Regions from separate parts of the Mus musculus genome. Here region 1 is linked to region 2. The links are chromatin contacts, called in public HiChIP or PLAC-seq maps. All regions are on one chromosome and are shown on one strand. The core of a region is the stretch at or near the end of the contact, and the rest is flanking DNA. Distances in the headings are between cores, read along the strand shown.

What was found. HiChIP or PLAC-seq counts read pairs in DNA pulled down with a chosen protein or histone mark.
Region 1: a CTCF HiChIP or PLAC-seq map of CD8 T cells shows a contact between it and region 2, with 9 read pairs. The contact joins the promoter of Rph3al here to the enhancer-like site in region 2. A contact is called at or near these places in 3 of 15 datasets of contacts at CTCF or cohesin (CD8 T cells, embryonic stem cells and large pre-B cells), 10 of 484 Hi-C or Micro-C datasets (Sertoli cells, colon epithelium, effector CD8 T cells and 7 more), 11 of 115 datasets of contacts at active chromatin or transcription factors (cardiomyocytes, effector CD8 T cells, embryonic stem cells and 2 more) and 4 of 9 other capture datasets (adipose tissue, embryonic stem cells, liver and 1 more).

The regions. Positions count from the first base shown.
Region 1 is chr11:75,909,724-75,912,551 of GRCm38.p6, forward strand. Rph3al (rabphilin 3A-like (without C2 domains)) reads right to left here and starts at 1,336. Exons shown (of 8, transcript NM_029548.4): 1 at 1,227-1,336. The coding sequence starts at 1,303.
Region 2 is chr11:75,755,447-75,758,232 of GRCm38.p6, forward strand. It overlaps Ywhae (tyrosine 3-monooxygenase/tryptophan 5-monooxygenase activation protein, epsilon polypeptide), which reads left to right. Exons shown (of 6, transcript NM_009536.4): 3 at 128-234; 4 at 1,371-1,577. Among named protein-coding and RNA genes, the nearest start is that of Ywhae, 24 kb to the left of the region's middle. Within about 2 kb of position 1,440, at least 19 of the 459 cell types and tissues checked have an H3K27ac peak or open chromatin away from gene starts, as enhancers often do. A contact at or near this core is called in CD8 T cells, memory CD8 T cells and regulatory T cells, where this site is marked.

The DNA of each region.
Region 1 (2,828 bases), core at 86-2,585, 150 kb after region 2:
ACTGGACTCGATGTCTAGCTCTGCAACGGGCATCTGTCTCTCAGACACACACCTGGGAGGAGACACACTGGCTCTTCTGAGAGGCTAGGACAGCTTCAGCAGCTGGTGAATGAGAGACAAAGTTGGGAATGAAGGGGATGCTGGAAGGTCAAGGGACAGCTGGGCTCTTGGACGAGGTCCAAGAGCTGAGGTCTCCCAGCAATGTGCACCCTGCCAGAGAGGGCACCTAATTGGCCTGGCATCAGAGATGGTGAGTGGGACCAATCTCATCCCTAGTCATTCTCTCTGCAGGGGTGAGGTGGGGGGGGGGCTGAGGCACCCAGATGGAGGAGAGCAAGGATGCTCACACATCACATGCGACGCCATTCTTCCTGAGCGTTTCAGATGGATTTTTCTATCCACCTTTGATGTCTCAGCTCTGACTCCCACAGGCTTCTAACGTCTAATTGCGAATTTCTTAAGCTTGGTCCCAGTTGGGAAATGCTGGCTTCTGATGCCAACACAGTCTGATAGCTGCAGGGATGTTCTTGTCCTATCAGAGCCAGGGATGGCACCCACCAGAGATCTGGAACAGACTAGAGGGCATGAGGGGCATCTGAGAGGCTCAGCCACAGGGACACTGTGTGTGTGTGTGTGTGTGTGTGTGTGTGTGTGTGTGTCGGGGGGGGGGGCAGGCCAGGCCCAACCAAAATTGAAGGGTCACTAGTCTGAGGGGTAATAGGAAAATGAAGACCTCCAAAAAGACACAAGGGAATCACAGAAGGACACAGACCCCACTAAGGACGTAGGAAAGATGCTGTAGCCAGCGGTGGTCTCTACTGAAGTGAGCTGTTCATTCAGGGAACAGGCATGTGCTCTGTATTGCCCCTCTATGCCAGGCTCAGGGACAAGAGCAGGCCCAATGGGGAAGTCTTGCTCCCTGTGGGCTGTTGTGAAAGAGCACAGGTGTGGGAGTCAGCTGGACTTGGATGTAGGTTCCAGCCCAGCCACTGACAAGGGACACGGGCAAGGAGTGAAGGCCTCATTTTCCTTATCTGAGAAATGGGAACATGTTAGTTCGTGGTGAGTAATACATAAGCATGGGCCGAGAGTGGTGTGCATTTGACATCCGCCTCTCTCCAAACTCCTCCCTGGGGAGCAAAACTTGCAAAAGACTGGGAAGAGGGGAAGAGGGCAGCAGGTGGAGAGGGAGGGAAGGGCCACTCCTGCAGGCCACAGATGCTTACTTGGCTCTCAGAGCAAGCTGCCGATCGTTGGGGCAAACCCACTGATCATTTCCACTGCTGAAGATGGTGTCAGCCATGACGGGGAGCACAGCCCAGGGCAGGAGTCACATCTGAGGCAGGAGGACAAGGGAAGCACATGTTAGTGACTGGGGTGTTGACGGGAATCCCGATCCCTGCTGACCATTGATGCTACACTCTTTTTTTTAAGGTTTTTCGAGACAGGGTTTCTCTGTGTAGCCCTGGCTGTAGTAGACCAGGCTGTCCTTGAACTCAGAAATCCTCCTGCCTCTGCCTCCCAAGTGCTGGGATTAAAGGCATGCACCACCACTGCCTGGCGATGCTACACTCTTAACTCCTCCAGCAAAAGCCTTACTCAGAGCTCCTTTTCCAAAGGCTCGGGATCTTGGGACAGGTGGCTAGGTGCATCACATCGCTAAGTGACCAGAGTAGACAATGACATCAGAGGGTGAGAATCAGAAGGGAGAGAAGGCACCATCTCAGCAACTTTCAACTCAGCTGGCAAGCCCTGCAGAGCATCAGCTTCTGCCCTTTCCCACACAGCCCCACTGCCCTGAGAACATCCCAAAGAGAGACACAGGCAAGCTCATGAGTCCCCTCAACCTCCCCAACCTTCATTGGACCAGAGTGGAAGCTTACAGGCCTGTGCTCTGCTCCGTAAGAGACCCCAGGGTGTTCTCCAGAGGGCAAGGCATGGGGTGGCAGCCAGTACCTCCACTAGGCACTTTAAAAAGTCATCGTCCACAAGGGATATCTTGCAAACCCTGCAGGAAGGAACCTTCTTTAGAACCTGATGGCTCAACGTAAGTAGTGCAGCTTAGCTGGCTTTCTGTGTGTTACTGAGCCAAGGGCTAACTCAGGCTGCCTATTACAAAGGCGCTGCTTGTGCCTCCTAAATGGAGTGCATGTGTGCGTGTGTGTGTGTGTGTGAGTGTGTGCATGCGTGTGTGAGTGTGTGCATGTGTTGAGAAGAAAAAGAGACTTGGGTCAGTATGCATAAGGATAGCCTTTGATTTCATCCAATCCAGTCCAGTGGATTGAAAATTCAGAGCCTCTTTATATTCTACAAAAGAATATTGATGGAGAAAGCTGGTGATGTGGTTCAGTGATTAAAAGCATTGGCTGCTCTTCCAGAGGACCCAGGTTTGATTCCCAGCACCCACAAGGTGGTTTACAGACACCTGTAATTCCAGTCCCAGGGGTTCTGGTGCCCTCTTCTGGTCTCCATAGGGACTGCATAAATGCACATAGATCCACATAAGCAAAACACACATATACATGAAATTAAAAAAAAAAAACATTGAGGCTGGAAATTTGTTTGCTATTCTCTCAAAATGTTAACCACATACTTGCCATATGGCTCGGAAACTCAGTTGTCCTAAGTACCAACCACAAGAGGACTAAAACATACGTCCTCATAGACATGGGTACAAATATTCTTAAGTCACTGTTATTCCCAATAGCCCAAATGTTACACTAAGAGAAGAAGCCAAGCTTGTACAGAAGATCACGTATGATCTGGTGCTGCCTATAGAGATGTCCAGAATGGCAAAGCCACAGAGGTAGACTAATGGCCATTAATAG
Region 2 (2,786 bases), core at 190-2,689:
TTTTAAGGACTAGGTCTAAGGATTTGGAGACATACATGCTTTAAGACTTGGTTCTTCAGATATTATATTTAGAATATAATAAAGACTTTTGAATTGCCAAAGTTAATTGGATGTTTTCCCTCCCTAGGTTGAAACTGAGCTCAAGTTAATCTGTTGTGACATTCTGGATGTACTGGACAAACACCTCATTCCAGCAGCTAACACTGGCGAGTCCAAGGTTTTCTATTATAAAATGTAGGTTCTATACTAGAAGGGAAAATGTAAGATTTAAAGTTGGCTTTAGAACCATAACTTTTTAAATGTAGATTTTCAACTTTTATTTAAAAATAGCTGAGAATTTGGAGGGTTAGTTATCAGAACTTACAGTTTTAATTAGTTGAAAAAACAATACTAATGAAGAATTAATTGTATTTGAGATTGTCTGACTGTTGTGCAAAGTACCTGTACAAAATACACAGCTTTTCATTGTTGAGCTGACCCTCCTTTCCCCCACCCATTGTCCTGGAACTCACTAATGGCAGACCATGCTAGCCTAGAATTTAGAGATCTGCCAGCTTCCTGAGTGAGATTAAGGTTGTCAGGTTTATTTGAGAAGAGGTCTTTATATTTCTGATTGGCCTGGAACTCTGTAGATTGGGATCGTCTCAGATTTGGGGTGATCTTGTCAACTTCCAAAGTGCTAGGATTATATGTTACCACACCCTGCCTGGGTTTTTGATTTTGTGGCTTCCTTCTTAGCTAAAGTTTCCCATTTTACAGTATAATCTTAACTTTCTGTAGAGAAATAAGGTTGAGAGTAACTCAGGAATAGCAGGGCTCAGCTTGCTCAGGGCTCCTGGGTTCTGGGCACTGAAGTGATGGCAGAAAATGTGTTTTGTGACGAGTGTGTGCTCTTCTTCGGAGACATTTGTGTACCAGTCAGGTGATTTTCAATTTTTTTTCCCCAGTTATTTTCTGAGGTAGTTGGCCAATAATTTAAAACAGGAAGTCCGCCCGGGCAGTGGTGGTGCATGCCTTTATTCCCAGCGCTTGGGAGGCAGAGGCAGGTGGATTTCTGAGTTCGAGGCCAGCCTGCTCTACAGAGTGAGTTCCAGGACAGCCCGGGCTACACAGAGAAACACTGTCTTGAAAAAAACCAAAAAAAAAAAAATAATAAAAATAAAAATAAAAAAAAAGCAAAGACAACAACAGCAAAAAGCCAGGAAGTCCTTAAGAAAGAAGGATTTCCAACCTGATGGATACTGAATTTTGTAAAAAAATCTATATCTTAAGTGTTAACTGTATTTTGTTATGTACTGCATGGTAGAGAAAATTTCCATGCTGTAAGGACTATTTTCTAACTGTGTTTTTTGTCTACTATTGTATTGTAGGAAAGGGGACTACCACAGGTATCTGGCTGAGTTTGCCACAGGAAATGACAGGAAGGAGGCAGCAGAGAACAGCCTCGTGGCTTACAAAGCTGCTAGTGACATTGCGATGACAGAACTTCCTCCAACGCACCCCATTCGTTTAGGTCTTGCTCTCAACTTTTCCGTATTCTACTATGAAATTCTTAATTCCCCCGACCGTGCCTGCAGGTAAGTAGTGGACAAAATTTCTCATTGTGGAGTGCAAACGTTCTAGAGGAGGGAGCTACCTTCTGTTTTCTTGTAGGTTGTCACAGGATTCTCTTAACATAAATTTTGGGGTTGCTTGCTTTGTTTGAGGCAGGGTCTTGGTACTAGATATCTAACCTAGCCTCTCCTCTCCACCTCACCTCGCCTTGTCTTGTCTTGCCTAGCCTAGCCTAGGCTTGAATGGATTATAAATGTTTACCACCTCAACATCCTGGGAATGCTTTTTTTTTTGTTTTTTGTTTTTCGAGACAGGGTTTCTCTGTATAGCCCTGGCTGTCCTGGAACTCACTCTGTAGACCAGGCTGGCCTTGAACTCAGAAATCTGCCTGCCTCTGCCTCCTGAGTGCTGGGATTAAAGGTGTAGGCCACACCATGCCTGGCTTCATTTTACCTTTTGTAAAGTACATTGGTGTATGAACTGTTTCCTCTGTTTTTAGTGCAGAATATTGAACCCAAGGTCTTTGTGTTTTAAATTTGTGTATATATGTTTGTGTTTATGTCTGTATTCTTAGGTACATGCCTGGTTGAGGTGGGAGGTAGAAATGGAAAGTGGACATTGGCTGCTTTTTTCACTTTGCACCTCTTAAATTATTATTATTATTAATGTATGGGCCAGGGAGGTAGCTCAGCAGGTAAAAATGCTTGATAGGAAGCTTGCCAGGCTGAGTCACCTCCAGGACCCACATACCCACCCACAGTGCAAAATAAAAAGCATGTGTTTGTCTGTCAGAGGACAAGGTTGAGGTAGTTTCTTATACCTGATAATCTGAATGACAAGGTTTCCATAAACTTGTACTGAAGAAGCTGTAGCTGTTTAACCTGTTAGTGTTGACTCTTTCACTCTTGTTTCCCCACACATAGCTCTAGGTTGATGCCTCTTTGCTAAGTGTAGATTCCATTTTTTTTTTTAAGATGTAGCAAATGGGACTTAGGCTGTAGCTCATTAGTAAATTAGCTCACATAGCCCAATCTCGTATTAACTTATACTATTGTGCATCTAAGATTTTCTCTTTCATCAAATCTTCGAGATTATCACACATGGATTTTTATGGCAGTTTTGGGTGGAGTGTATAGATCTTCTTTAGTCTAGCTTATTTGTAATAGTTTGTATAACTCATTAATAATTAGTGCCTTGTGACTAGGGAGATGGCTTACTGTTTTATTTATTTA